2 separate regions of the Gasterosteus aculeatus genome follow, and region 2 is linked to region 1. Evidence: chromatin contacts called from public Hi-C data. All regions are on one chromosome and are shown on one strand. Each heading gives the region's core, a stretch centred on a gene start, on an enhancer-like site or on the middle of the called end of the contact. The rest is flanking DNA. Distances are from core to core; before and after follow the strand shown. Region 1 overlaps elmo1 (engulfment and cell motility 1 (ced-12 homolog, C. elegans)). Region 2 holds the start of rmp24 (ribonuclease MRP subunit p24).

What was found. Hi-C and Micro-C count contacts between places; a contact is called where the count stands out from the background.
Region 2: a contact with region 1 is called in a Hi-C map of whole body, with 5 times the contacts expected there. The contact joins the promoter of rmp24 here to the enhancer-like site in region 1. A contact is called at or near these places in 5 of 6 Hi-C or Micro-C datasets (liver, skeletal muscle, tail fin and 1 more).

The regions. Positions count from the first base shown.
Region 1 is chr10:10,699,264-10,706,331 of fGasAcu3.hap1.1, reverse strand. It overlaps elmo1 (engulfment and cell motility 1 (ced-12 homolog, C. elegans)), which reads left to right. Exons shown (of 22, transcript XM_078081690.1): 6 at 55-224; 7 at 2,615-2,650; 8 at 4,468-4,567; 9 at 4,822-4,973; 10 at 5,135-5,213; 11 at 6,533-6,583; 12 at 7,013-7,068. Among protein-coding and RNA genes, the nearest start is that of elmo1, 33 kb to the left of the region's middle. Within about 2 kb of position 4,336, at least 1 of the 9 cell types and tissues checked has open chromatin away from gene starts, as enhancers often do.
Region 2 is chr10:10,754,244-10,761,311 of fGasAcu3.hap1.1, reverse strand. It overlaps rmp24 (ribonuclease MRP subunit p24), which reads left to right and starts at 4,450. Exons shown (of 5, transcript XM_040188717.2): 1 at 4,450-4,768. The coding sequence starts at 4,674.

The DNA.
Region 1 (7,068 bases), core at 3,087-5,586:
CTGCACGAGAGCACTGATCCTTATGCAGATTTTTATCCTCTCTTTCCACTTTAGTACCAGACTGCGGTCCAGCTCCACGAACGGATCCAGTCGTCCAGCATGGACGCCAAGCTGGAGTCTCTGAAGGACCTGGCCAGTGCGTCGAGGGACATCACCTTCGCACAGGAGTTCATCAACCTGGACGGCATCTCCCTGCTCACTCTGATGGTGGAGAGTGGGACCGAGTAAGTCAGAAGCTCGACCATCTCTTTTCGTGGTTGTGTCACCACAGTGTTCTTCTTTTGGATTTTCATGCCTCTTTGTGTGAGGGATTATTTCAGGGTGACCAAAGAACAGTGGTATATTTTGAGTAATATGCTGTATATGGCTCTAATGGTTTCGTATACTAAACCCATGATTTTTATTTTAATCCCATTTAAGTCAATGGTGGGTATTATAAATGAACGTCTCACTCTGAGTTTTACACGTTTCTGAGGTCAGTGAGGATCCAGCACTGTGCTTTCTGATGGGTTAAGTTCAACGCAGCCTCTTTTGCAGCGGGCCCTCTGTTGGTGCCTTTGGCGTGGGAATCGATTTGCATTTGAGGCTATTTTAGGATTTTAGGGCACCACCAACACACCGGATAGACGCCTCATTATCAGGTCGTTTTCCTCAAGAAAACTTGTTTAAATTCTTACATTCCCTTTGTGACTTGAACTACCTTTCTGTGGAAATAAAGGTCTCCCTTAGATCTTGACCCAAGTAGGAGAAAATCTCAGAGCCTCCCTTCAAATTTTCTGAGGTCTTTTCTGAGGAGCTGAAAAGAGCACAACTGGCTTGAGAAGAACATGCCCGGAGGGGGGGGGGGGGTCCCGTTTGCCTTTGCTGACCATGATCGGGACATTGCAGACAACAGAGGAGCACAGGAGCTCTGCGCTGTTTTCTGGCTGTTCAGCAGATCCGTGCGATGGCAGCGTCGGGGCTCTGGAGACCGTCTCAACTGAAGGTTAAAGCGAGGACGCTTTTCGCTGAGGCTGAATTTCTCAGCCGCGATGCCAGTGGTGCGTGCGTGCGTGCGTGTGCGTGTGTGTGTGTGCATGCTTGCTTCTGTAGCAGGCTGTGTGATTCCAGCGCTCCGTCAGAGTAATAACCCAGAGGAAAGTTGCAGTAGGAGCGAAAAAAAACAACAGGCCGCACACGTTCGATGCAAACTGGCAGGGAGTGCAGCAGCACCATCCTCGTACATCTCTCATTATTCATCACTTTGTATGCTGCGAGAGAGAGAGAGAGACGGGCGAAGAATTGTTTGCGTGCCTAAAGGATTTTTTTCAAAAATCAAACCTGATCTACGGCGCAGTGGAAAGCCAAACAAGACACAAGCACAAAGATTAATGACGGCAATAATCATGCGATTATTGGCGCTCTATTCTTCTATTCAACCTTCCTAAAAAGGATTTCTCCTTCTCTCTTCTCCAGATTGTTTTGTGCGGTCTGTACATTAAAGGTCAAATCCCAGGTCGGATGTTTCATCTTCTCAACCGAACCCGATAATCTCTTATTTCTGGGGGCGAGACGGTCTGACATTTCGCTCACTTTAGGAAATCATTTTGTGCATAAATGTCTCAAATTGGCAAATAGTTGACCCTCGTTAGATCTTACTGCTGGGAGCCATCACAGCAGCACTGATGTTGGACTCCACTCTGCTTCTGGCTCTTTCATGAGATATTTTTTTATGTAGATTACCATCACATCAGTTATTCAGCACTGGAGAGTTTGAGTGAGAGGGGAAAGAGCAATTGGCTCTGCTGCCTTTTCTATCTCCACAGAAGGAGCTTATGAAACAGACATGCAGATCGGTATCTGTGAAACACACAGTCATTGGTGCGCCTAACAACAAACAACCCGGCGGACTGTAATTATTCAAGAGGCTCCGTGCCCGAGAGTCTAGAGGGCAGAGCGGCGCCGTGATCCACACCTTCTTCCGGAGATGTTGTGCTGTATTTGTGTGGAGATAAGTTGGCAGGAGGCTGCTGTTGCCCACACAAGCGCCACGAGTGAAAGGCAGGCGTCGCCCTCTGCTGATGGAACAGCGCAACCTCAACCAGTTATTACGTTCCGAAGTGATGGGAAGAAGGATCATAGCTGTTGTTTAAATAACAATGAAGAAAACCACACAGTTTCTCACAGATTTGGTTGAATTTGAATTTAGATGTAAAGGTGAGGTGGATGCAATTTTGTCTAGAAAGAATTAATAAAGCACAAGCGTCATCAAAGTGTGGCCCTTTAAGCTGTTGGAACTTAAGCTGGAACTTAATTCCCCGACGGAGAGCAGCTACGCCGGGGACACTGATTCCATAGTTAAACACAAGCGTTATTCCGCGGTTTCCCCGTGTTGTGTGATCATTGCTGTGCACTGGACGGAAGGAAATGTTAAGGTTTGATTTCAGTTTGCTTCTGTCTGGATTGATACGATCAATAACAATCTGTATGACGCGTGTTCGCTTGGACCTTTGGGGGTTTTTGGTCTTTCGGGGATGTTGAGATGATGAGAACAGGTTGTGATGTGTGTTGTTCACTAGATTATCTGGTTGTTTGTTTCCCAACTGTGACACCAAAGTTTCTCAAATCTTTGCAGACGCTATCAGAAACTACAGAAGATAATGAAGCCCTGGTAAGACCCCCTCCCCCTTCCACAGCGCCCCCCCCCCCCTCCAGCAGGGTAATGTCCTTGGCTTTGTGCTCTTCCTAACCTGCTGGCCGGTTCTGCATGTTTAAGACTCTGGCCCCAGTGCCTTGTGGGAAATGATATATGCATAACACAGACCCCCCCCCCTTCTGGCTTCCATTTCAAAATCATTTGGTCTCATTTGGGGATTTTTTTGCATGTGGTTTTGGGCGACCGATTCAAACAACCTTCTAATTCTTCAATACTGACGCAAAGAAAGCCAAGATTTATTTCTATAAACTCACTGAAATAGTATGAATAGAAATTAAGGAATTGCTGCTTTTATAAACATAACGTAACAAACGTGCAGCTGCATGTATTGATACTGTTCCTTTAGTACAAGTAAGCCTGAATTAAATCTTGGTGTTCTTTACACACGGTGCTGGATCGTCTGTGTGTCCACGTCGAGGTGCTCAGCAGCTACTTTTCTTTCTTTCTCTTTAACAGTATTAACCATTATCCTCTATTCTAACTGGAGCTGCATTTATCCAACAGGGGTTCCTTTACTCTATCTAATCTATCCTCTATTGGTCACGATTGCATGACAAATTGTGTACTTAATGCCAGTAGGTCATCTAAATGCCCAGGGCCATTTGCAAAAAGTCTTCTTCTCCTGTGGGTCACTAAGTTACCCATTTCATTGTTCACTAACCATCTCCAATGCAGCGACACTGATCTATGGATCCGCTTCATTTGTATCTTGAAAACCTGTTATCCTTTGTGGTTGGTGTCCCTTTGCTCAGTCTGATGGTGTTTCAGCTCTGCGGACTAACTTCCAATGTAATATTGCATATCGACTCGAGCATACGGAATATTCTCAGGTCTCCTTGACACAGTGCAAGTACATCGATAATGGAAGTATGAACCAACGAAAGCCTGAAGGGTTGAGTGCCAACATTAAGCAGCAGAGGGCAGTATCGTAAAACGTTTACATTTTTACATTACATTTAGCTGACGCTTTTATCCAAAGCGACCCACAAGAAAGTGCAATTTCTTCAAATAAGCCCATTTACAACTTGCTATAGATAAGAGCCGTTATTATGTACAATTTAAGTGCTACAATCTGCTTCGTGTTTTTAGTCAAGGTAGAGTCTGAAGAGGCGTGTCTTTAGTTTAGTAGTCATCATTTCGGAGTCAGGACAGCAGAGCGTCGTGATCTTTACTGAACAGTTTTGTTACGAAATAAAGAGAAAAAATAAATTAAGGCTGTCTAACCAACCATAGGTTGTATCACTTGTTTTTATTATGATTCATTACTTCCTCGTTAATTACTTCCAGCGGCGGAAAACATATTGTACACAACAGCTGTTTAATGCGTTCCCTCCTTCGCCCCCCTGCGACTGAAGCGGAGCAATTTATTTCTCCTGGTACTTTTTCGAACCAGCATGACTTCACTCTCTTCTGTAGCTTTCTGGTCCCGATTGAACGCCGCGCTGTGCCGCCCGGCTCCTGCTGGCCTTCTGACGGCCCCCTGCCGTTTCTGGAAGGCCAGTGTGTACCGCACTGCATCGCAAGCCTCTTTCCCGTTTCTTCCTCCTTACCCGTTTTTCTCCGTCTATTTAAAGTAGGCCTGGTTGCAGAACGACTCCCATGATCCTCTGCCCCCTCTCCTCCTCTTGCCCCCCCCCCTCCCCTCGCCTCTGCTGACCGCTCATTCCCCGTTATGTTCTGAGCCATCTGGGCGTTGCACCGTGACACTGCTTCAGGCCATCTGCCGCAGAGAAGTTTCCTATGTGTGTCTCTGTGTGTGCGTCGTCTCTTAGTTTCGGCGACCTGCTGTCCTTCACTCTGACGGCCTTTGTGGAGCTGATGGACCACGGCATTGTCTCCTGGGACACTTTCTCTGTGGCCTTCATCAAGAAGGTCAGCCAAGAAAAATGTCTCATTTAAACAGGGCAGAGATTTAAGGGGGACTTGCATTTATAATCCTTTTGTTTTACTCTGTATTTGCTGGGAAGGTTTTGATTTTAGTTTTGCGTATGTGTATAGGAGCTAATACAGCTATATGAGATGTTTCTTTTTTGTCCTCCATTACCGCTCACTGTGTCCGTCGCTCAAGCTCTGAGTCTCATCCATGAGTAGTAGTGAGTGCGTTGCATTTTCTTTCCTTCCTGCAGATCGCCAGCTACGTGAACAAGTCGGCCATGGACACGGCCGTGCTGCAGCGCTCCCTGGCCATCCTGGAGTCCATTGTGCTCAACAGTCAGGATCTTTACCACAAGGTGGCGCAGGAGATCACCATCGGGCAGCTCATCCCACATCTCCAAGGGTAAGTGGATCAGTAGGCGGTAAGGACGCTTAATCAAATTGATTTATCTTTGAAACTATCGCATGGTGAAGAATCTGTTTCGAACAACACAAGCTTGGCGATGTACTTATCTGTTACTACGTATAGTTGATATTCTTGTGCGTGCTGTTTTCTATTTGCAGGACTGATCAAGACATCCAGACCTACACTATTGCTGTCATCAACGCACTCTTTCTCAAAGCTCCCGAGGACAAGAGACAGGTGAGGCGTGCGTGTGCGCGCACAGCACTCACTGCATGTAGTGCACCGTGCTGTTTGTCAGTGTCACGGTGTAGTGAGTGAGTTACACTCTGTGTCTGTACTTGTATTTCGGGTGTTTACCCCCCATCTTCAGTTTAATCCAGTGCAACTGTTGCAAAGCCCCCTCGACCCCCACTGACTGCGCTCCTCTCTAGAGCGGTGACATGCATGCGAGATGCTCTCACTCCCCACTCGGCACCATAGGGTCCAGCGACGGGCTTTGACATTTAACAACAATGAATGATGCTAAACCAGAACTTTTCTCTGATGCAGCACACAAATTTAAAGACACGCTATGCAGAACTGAGCTGCACAGCATCTCTGCATGCAGATTGTAGCGCACGCTGATGTTGCAGTGCTTCTTTCTTTGCTGAGGCCAAATGTTTTAAATCGGATTCACGCGGTTGGTTGGCAGCAACTTTAAGCAACTTTATTAGGTTGTTTTAGGGGATAAATGACCAACATGTCCTCTTGCTTGCGCGCAGGCACGTGTGCTAATATGAGTTTGCAGCAGACACTTTCCTTTCTGCAGGGAGGCACTTTCATAATTTGATGTCATGGCACAGAACCTCCTCATGCCAGGATCTGTTATTTGCAGATGTATCACTGATGACACATTTGAAAGCATACAAGGGGCTGATGACACTATTTTGGTTCTCCGTTTGTGTGTCTTAAAAGGAAAGATGTGTGTGTGTGTGTGTGTGTGTGTGTGTGTGTGTGTGTGTGCGCGCGCATGGTGAGGATTCAACCATCAGTAAAGCTATTATTAAGATCCCCCGGTGTCCCAACATATTATGCTCACTCCGCTGCCTCTCCTCCCTCCTTCCTCCACAAGCTGGAAACATTCGGGGTTTTTTAACCTCCTCTCAGACTCTCTCTTTTTCCACATTCACTTACTCACCCTCTCTGTCTCTGACTTTTGTTTCCTCACTGCACACGTTACGCTAGGTTGATGAGCACATTGTGGACATCCTAAATTGTCCCCTAACAGTAAGTGCACCCTTGATCAGAACACTTCGTAGTTTGCACTGTAGAAGACATTTAGTATCCATTTTTAAGATTAAGTTCTCCTTTGGGATAGCTTTCTAATTTCATACAGCGAGTCACTGCATACCTGGCAGTGTGCTGAGGCAGCCTCTTTTCATTTCATTCATTTTTTCAAATTAACACATAACATGTATACTTTTTTTCTTGGTTGGTGTATTTGTGGTTTTATTCTCTCAAAATCCCTCTGTTCTTCCTAAACAGTGTATTTCTCTCCCTGTTTTCTCCCTCCATAGGAGATGGCCCATATTCTCGCCCAGAAGCAGCTGCGCTCCATCATTCTCAGTGTAAGTTTAGCTGTTCCCTTCTCTCTCTCTCTCTGTTCAGGTTTATGCCTCAGCACCCGCGTGATATCAGAAAGGAAATTGACACCTGTCACATCTTCATCTGTCTCACGTTGCTGGTTATTATCTACTGCGCCTGCTGTCTCACACCTGTTCCCTTTTCTCTCTTTCATTATCTTCCTTGTGTTTCATCTCACTTCTTCTTCTCGCATCTGACTGTTTGATCCTCCAAATTCACCTCCAAATCCTCTTATTCTCCGTCTTTATCTCCTACCGCCTTCCTCCTAAATCCATGTCTGGTCTCTTTGACCCCAAAAACCGCTCTCTCACCTTCGACTTCTATTTGAAGATCTAACACCTCCGCTGTTTTCTGTGTTCCGCTCTTCTAATCCCCCCCCTCTTCCCCCTTCCTCCTCCTCCACACTTTTTCAGAACGTGATCCGGAGCCCCACAGCCATCAACGCCGAGATGGCCCACCAATTGTACGT
Region 2 (7,068 bases), core at 3,201-5,700, 55 kb before region 1:
AAACGGAAACTGTATAATTTAAAAAGATCTCGCCCGATTCAGAGACTCGACAATGGTGCATTGTGCCAGCTGTAACAACGGTGTGGCTCTGATCAGTGTGTGTTTTTGGTTTGCAAGCAGATCATAAGGACAGCAAATACACACTAAGAAATGGAACAAAGGAAAATCTGAATACCACATTTTTCCAGATTTACATAATGCCAGCATCTCTATCTTGCGGGACTTTATGTTTATTCATATGACTGTTGTATAAACATGTTCATATGAGACAGTCTACGGAGCCAAAGGGAAAAAATATACCCGTCAAATTACTGATGCCAATTACTGAGGCTGTTTATTATGGCATGAGGCAAAGCAGATCGCTGAGTCCATCTTCCAGTCAACAAATCTCCGCACACACAAATTTGCATGAGAATCTAGACATTGAAAGGCCGTCTGCATTCTCGAGGTCTTTGAACCTTGCAGATTGGCTTTGGAACAATCCCCCAGTTGTCTGGGATGTAAGGGAGAAAATAAAAGCAGGCAGCCGCTTAAGGTGAGAGGCTTCATTTACTCTTCAAGCAAGGCGGCAGGGAGCTGACAAATAAAGAAGAGGCGTTATTTCTCTAGACAAGAGTGCACCCTTCACTCTCCATTTTGAATTCAGACAACCGCCAGGCAACACTTAACAATGACAAGGTGACTGCTCGCTATCCGTAAAATGAAGCGGCCAAACTCATCCATGCGCAAAGATTCTTTTAAGTCTTGTCACGACAGTCGTGAACTCACAAACAGCGTTTCAATGCCTTTCAGGGCACTTCCAGGAGCACCAGCTCTCTATCATTATATTATGGAAAGCACATAATGGAAGGCTTCACTATTCCTCTCCTTGTTATTCTCCCGGGATGCACAACCTTTTACGGAGACCTTGTCTGCCCCCTCCGCTGGGTCCCTTCCCTTCGGCGTCTTGTGAAAGAACCAGTGTTCCCTTTGGTTCTGGATGCTGGTCTCGGCCTAATCTGAACAAACACTGTTTGTAGAACCAACACCTTTGTTCTCCTCAGCCTGATTATGCATGCTGCTGCTGCTGCAAAGAAGTAGGTACCAGCAAGCTCTGCCTCCACACAGCAGGCTGTGCGTGTACTCACTGTGCCTTGTCCAGAGACGCACAAACAAAGCGTCTTCTTTTGTTGAAAATAGTGAAAGGAACAAATCTCTCAGATGTGCAGCGTCCGAGTGGAGCCTTAAATCAAATTTATGTCACACGGTGGCTAATGGCGAATGAAGCAGAATGTAGTCCTTGAAGTAATGTGAATGACTCGGTGTTGAGTCCCTCGAAAAGCAACATTAATACAACTTCGAAGCAGCACACAAAGAATTTGATACTGTGTGACCTTGGTCTCTTCCTCTGTGTTCCTGCATCCGATCATTCATCCACACTGCATCCCGAGCCGGGGGGGGGGTGCTTGAAGAGTGCTTGTACTCTGATAAATACAGGCGCACAGGTGGGGGACGTAAATATGCTGGGATGCACTCTGAGACACGGGAGGAGAGACGGGAGCTCTAGCTGCTGAAAACTAAACTCGGGATTAGCGAGGCTGCACAAACGAGATGTTAAAGGACGACGACAACTGCACGCATTTGGCAGGACGCAGCATGAAAACAGACTCACTTGAATGGATACTCATTATACAGATTGTGGACTATTAAATTCAGAAATGTCCCTGTGTGAAGTCAGGCAGTTGTGCGGGGGAATGACCTCAGAGGACACGCATGAGGACGCGCATATCTGTAGGAGGAAACTGATTGAAGTGGACCCTCGAGTTTGTTACAGCTGCCTGACAAGGAGGAGGCAAAACAAAGATGTACAACACACAAGGCTGACTGCACACACACACACACACACACAGCATTACAGCACAATGTGCCCTTTCCTCCAGCCGCTTTCTCAGCACTATTGGAGTCGGTGTTGCGTTTCGGAGGTGATGGCGAGCTCGGCGGCTGCTGGGAGCGGCTTGTCCCTGCAGATGCTGACAGGACGCTTCGGGGTGCTTCCTCGGTCCTCCGCGGCTGAAAGAAGAGTCCTGCTGGCACCAGACCAGTCCCGCCACAGCACAATGGAGACAAGTTTAAGGGTCCCACTGGTGAAAAGCATCCGTTGGATTCCTATTATTACTGTTAAATAAATATCCTCTCCAGGCAGCTACACTTACTAACACTATATTGTGCCTGACAGTTAACTCTCCTCAGGTTCATTTATAACTGCACGGCATCAGTGGAGAAGGATTCTACCACTCATCATCCAATTTCATCACAACTACATTCGTCCGTACCAATTTAGTTCGGAAACACTTAATAGTAGTGCACCTACCTTTCCATCACCGGCTCCTCTCCCGTTCAGCCGTAAAAACGGGATGCGGTTTGCACAAATAGCAACCTAGCAGACGTCTGTCCCTCTCTACCTCGGAATGGCGCGGTCAATTTATTCCGAAATAGTAGAGGGAATCCGTTTAACCGCGGACTGCACGGAGGAGGAGCTGCACCGCTCGGATATTTCAATCTTGTGAGGAGGCGCCGGTCTGACAGCGCCGGATAAAGTGAAGGTTTAGCCGCGGACAAAGTGGGGAGCGATCCCTCACACTTTGGCTTCCTCCGTCAGTTTATGTTCGCTCTGCCCCGGTGATTTAATACATCCCGTCTGGTGGCATCAACCCCCCCGCCCTCCATAAACGGACACACACACTTACGCACATTCTCCCTCAGACACATACACGCACACACATAACAAAGAAAGAGTTGTGACCTGTAAAAAAAAAGCTTTTAAAAGAAGCTTATGAAATGAATGTTGCAAAAATATTGAATGTATGTATTGCAGCCTGCATATGCGCCCAAGCAAAGTTAAACAAAATAAATACAACAGGGTGAAAACGATCGCTTGGCAAATAGGAGATATTTACTCAGGTTAACGTGATAATTGCATACATTATAAGGGGCTATGTTAACAGTAAATTGGCATATTTTGGCAAAAATTGCAGCTTTTTTCATAACATTACCTAGAGTGAAGCAGGGAGGATGTTCCAGGGGATAATGCGCGTAAAACGCACCGGTCCGGTGTATTCATTTGTCCGCATCCCAGTGTGCGTAATCCTGGATGCGCAATCACCAGGTTCTCCTACTTGCTGCTGCTGCTGCTTATAAATATATAATTTCCCATTGGAGCTCATTCACTTTCCATCAGGATTCCCTTTCAGACACGATGAAATCATTTGACTGGAGCTCGAGTTTTGTTGACCAAGTCGAGTGTTCTTGGACTGGATGAGGTCTGTTATTGCGCAGGATACAGCAATAATGATGTCAATGTAGCCCACCGTCGTGTAACATTGGTAATTCTTTCTGTCCAATAAGATCTAAGGAATGGTGACGTCAGAGGAGATCTGTTCAATAGAGTTAGTTGCAGTAAATTACATATCAGAAATGCAGTCCTGAGCTATAGTGTGTTATTTAACTTTGCCTGTTGAATGACATCACTATCTTATAGAATGACAGACTTAAAAAAAAACAGTGAAATAATGATCTAATAATGATTTGCATGTTGAATAAAAAGAAAATAGACAAGGCATAAGAGGCAGTCTCCCTCAAAATGACCCTATTAGTCCTCTATGGCATACTGCCCTCAGGCAACACAATACTTATTTGGACCTTACACTGCCCCCCTTTTAACTTAATATCAATGTATATAATGTCAGCAGACATGTCTGTGTCTGATAAAATGAGGGCCCAACGTGGGTGTGACCTTTTCTCTTGGGGTGACGCATTCTTTTATGGCTGCCAAGCTGCATGGGACAGAGTGGCACAAATCAGTAAGACAAATCTAACTTTTTAATCAGTTTGAATTGAAATGACTTCATTAAAACTTCATGTTTACATGTGCATGAGTATGTAAAGAAGCATAATTTAAATACCTAATTTGTTGCAACGCTGCAGTTAGGTCATTGACCATAGTCAATGTTTTTTCTGTACCAACTACTGATATTGAATGGGAATGGACACAGGAACATTTCATGGGCGAAGGGTTCAGGATCAAGCAGTTAGGGCCGATCCCTCTGACACTGAGGACGGTGACAACGTGTGTGTCATTCACACATAATCGTTCTGTTTTAATGTGACATTCAAATGTGTGCTTTCTTATTTACTACAGGAGAATGCATGTCTGATAACAGTAAGTCTGTGGATCAAGATGAGGATGAAGATATAGGTTGAAAAGCATAAAAAAGAAAAGTCCCTGTGAAGAATTTGTGAAACAATGTCATTCAATATTTGAATAATGGAAAAAAGCTCCTTTCAGAGAGCACATTAAGTCACCTCTACAGGCTGACGTTCTTATTAGTAAACTAACAATTCAATTAAGTTTGTGTCAGATTTGGCATCCATTCGCTCCGCAGTGCGCCTCTGACTTACTCAGCCTCCCACAATGCATTGCGGGGAAAGCAACGTCACAATCTTGCGACCCAACGTGGGGCGACCAACCGGAGGAACGGGGGTAGCATTATCCTTATTACAATATTTAGCCCGGTTAAACATCCCCCTACGGGCATTTTAAACTCCGTGTACACCATTTAAAGTGTTTTAGACGACTTTTTAACAGTGGAGTTCCACTCTTTTCACCAGCCTTAGCAACGCGTCAACCACTCGCCATGAAGATCAAGACTGAAGAGACGTCGGACAGGTTCCTGCTGGACGCGTCCTGGCTGTATAGAGACACGTGTCCGGAGCTATCGCGGTTCCTCCTGTAAGAAACTCTGTTTTAAAGTCACCTGTTTCTCTTTCTTCCTCTTCTTCCTCCCTATTGTTGTAATAGTCGCATGTCGGCGCTAGGTGGAGGAGCTCGACCGCTGTTAGCTGCTGACTTCCGGCCGGTGTCCCCAAAACTGCTAATGCGCTCACAGCTGTCTTTGTTTTCTCACTTTAGTTTGTTCCAGTGTGACGAAGTGATAGTTATTCCTAGAAATATAAGAAATAACGTTCTCCAGTGACGTACGGTAGAGGAGACAACCACAAACATCGTGGCATCCGTAACCGATGATGTCATCGTGCAGTGTATTCAAATAACGTGTCCATCAAAGGACAGCACTTTGGTGGTGAGAAATGGTTCTCTTAACATTTAACCACTGCTCAAGGAGTTGGATATGTAACGTTACAGCTGTTGGCGTTGCTCATTTTGCCACTCAAGGCTCGATTATGTGTCATATTTCCACTCCTTTTAGTTAATTTCCTAACACGAAGACGTGTTAGTGACTGACGCACATACACTAGTGGCTATTCCTCTCACAGGAACTACATGTGTCCAGTGGCTGCACACGTGCAAGTGCATCATATGTGAGCAATTGTAACTGATTAATTCGAATAAACTTTGCTTTCATTCAATCTCACGCATTTGCAGTGTGGGGTAGATCTCTATGGTGAGGTCTAAGGCAAAGTGCCCTTTTAGAATAAAAGCACAGAGGCCCTTCACGCCAGTTTCTAATTTACGTCCTTTTTTGCATTACATTACTTCTGTTGCGTTTGCTTCTTCCCTTATTTAATTGATCGTGAAATCCTCTTAAGCATCTGTCCCTTTATGTGTGCAAGAGCCCTATCACAGCTTAAATCATTAGCAATGCAAGTGTGCGCGTGCGTGCGCGTGTGTGTGTGGACTCGAATGTTTTCGTTGGGTTCTGGCTATGTTCCCGTATCCTCCGTCTTGGCTTTGCCTTTCACCTGGCCCGGAAATCTGTGTGCAGAAGCATGAATGGCAACCAAAACAGAGGCTCGAACAGTGAAACCCCAAGTCCGGGTTATTTTTACAGATGTGTCTGAGCACACTGCTGCTTCAATACATCGATCTGTTCCCCAGATTCGCTTTCGCTATGATTAGCCGTGGTTATAGAGAACATTTTCATCACTTTTAACTATAACCAGACGTCCTTCAGGCAAAACTTGAGGTTGAATGTTTGGGCCGCTGTCGGAGATGGCGGCTTGGTTTCACGCCAAAGTGCCTGGCAGGAGAAACCTCATTAGCAGCTATAGGCCAAACCCCCCCTCAGTGTGATGAGCTAATTGAATACTGGATCTGAACTCGAGCCAGGGTTGTAATATGGATGATATGTCAGAAAGTATATGACTCCATTTGTTTAAAAAAAGCGTAATAAAGTTTTCAGATAGAGTCTTGGCCACAGTTAACTGAGAGGAAATGAAAATAGCTGACATACGTGGTCAGTATGCATTATGGATGTATTTCTTTTTAGATAATAAACCACTTTTTGTGGGGGATTCCTGTGTCTCCTCTTTCTCCAGTTGTGGTTTTGGTCATGCGTCACTGGAGTTTTTGCATCGTGGGCGCCTGTCTGTACTCATACACACTACTAAACATTTGTTGGAGATCGTGTAACGGCCTTCTGCCGCTTTCTTCACCTTCTGTCGGGCTGATGATGACTTCTTCTCTGTGTGTTGTTGCCCGGGGTTACAATCAGGTTTTACAATTGCGGGTCTGTTGTGTTTAGTGAGCGCGTCGGCCTGTTTAAAGCATGAATTTTTGCCCTTGTATGTCAACTGACGTCACTTCATTTTGGCTCCTGTTGCCAGGCTGGTGAAGCTGCTTTCCAGTAAGTTAATAATGATAGTTGCGTTTGGTAAGTGGAGCCTGACTGCGCTCTGATGGCAAAGCATGCAGGACGTCACCGTGACCGCTTAGAAATCCACTGATGGCTTGATATCTTTTAATTGTGGGACTTTGTGAAAACAACACTAAAGATGACCATAACCAAATAAAAGGCCAGCATTTAGTATTTCCGATGAGGTTACACACTGTTTAAAACAAAGGGCAGTTTAAAACAACGTCAAGGCGATACATAACAATCAGTCTGGACTCTTGTAGACCAGCAGCTACAACCACAAAACTTCATCAGTGGTCTTTGAAAGCTCTATTTTCTCCCCTCTTTGCCTCCCGTGCTGATCCATTCGTGCCGGGTCTGAATATCGACGTGACCCAAGCCCTGATGCTAACAATAAAATGTTCATCATGCTCTCTTCTTTCTTTAATTACATTCTCAC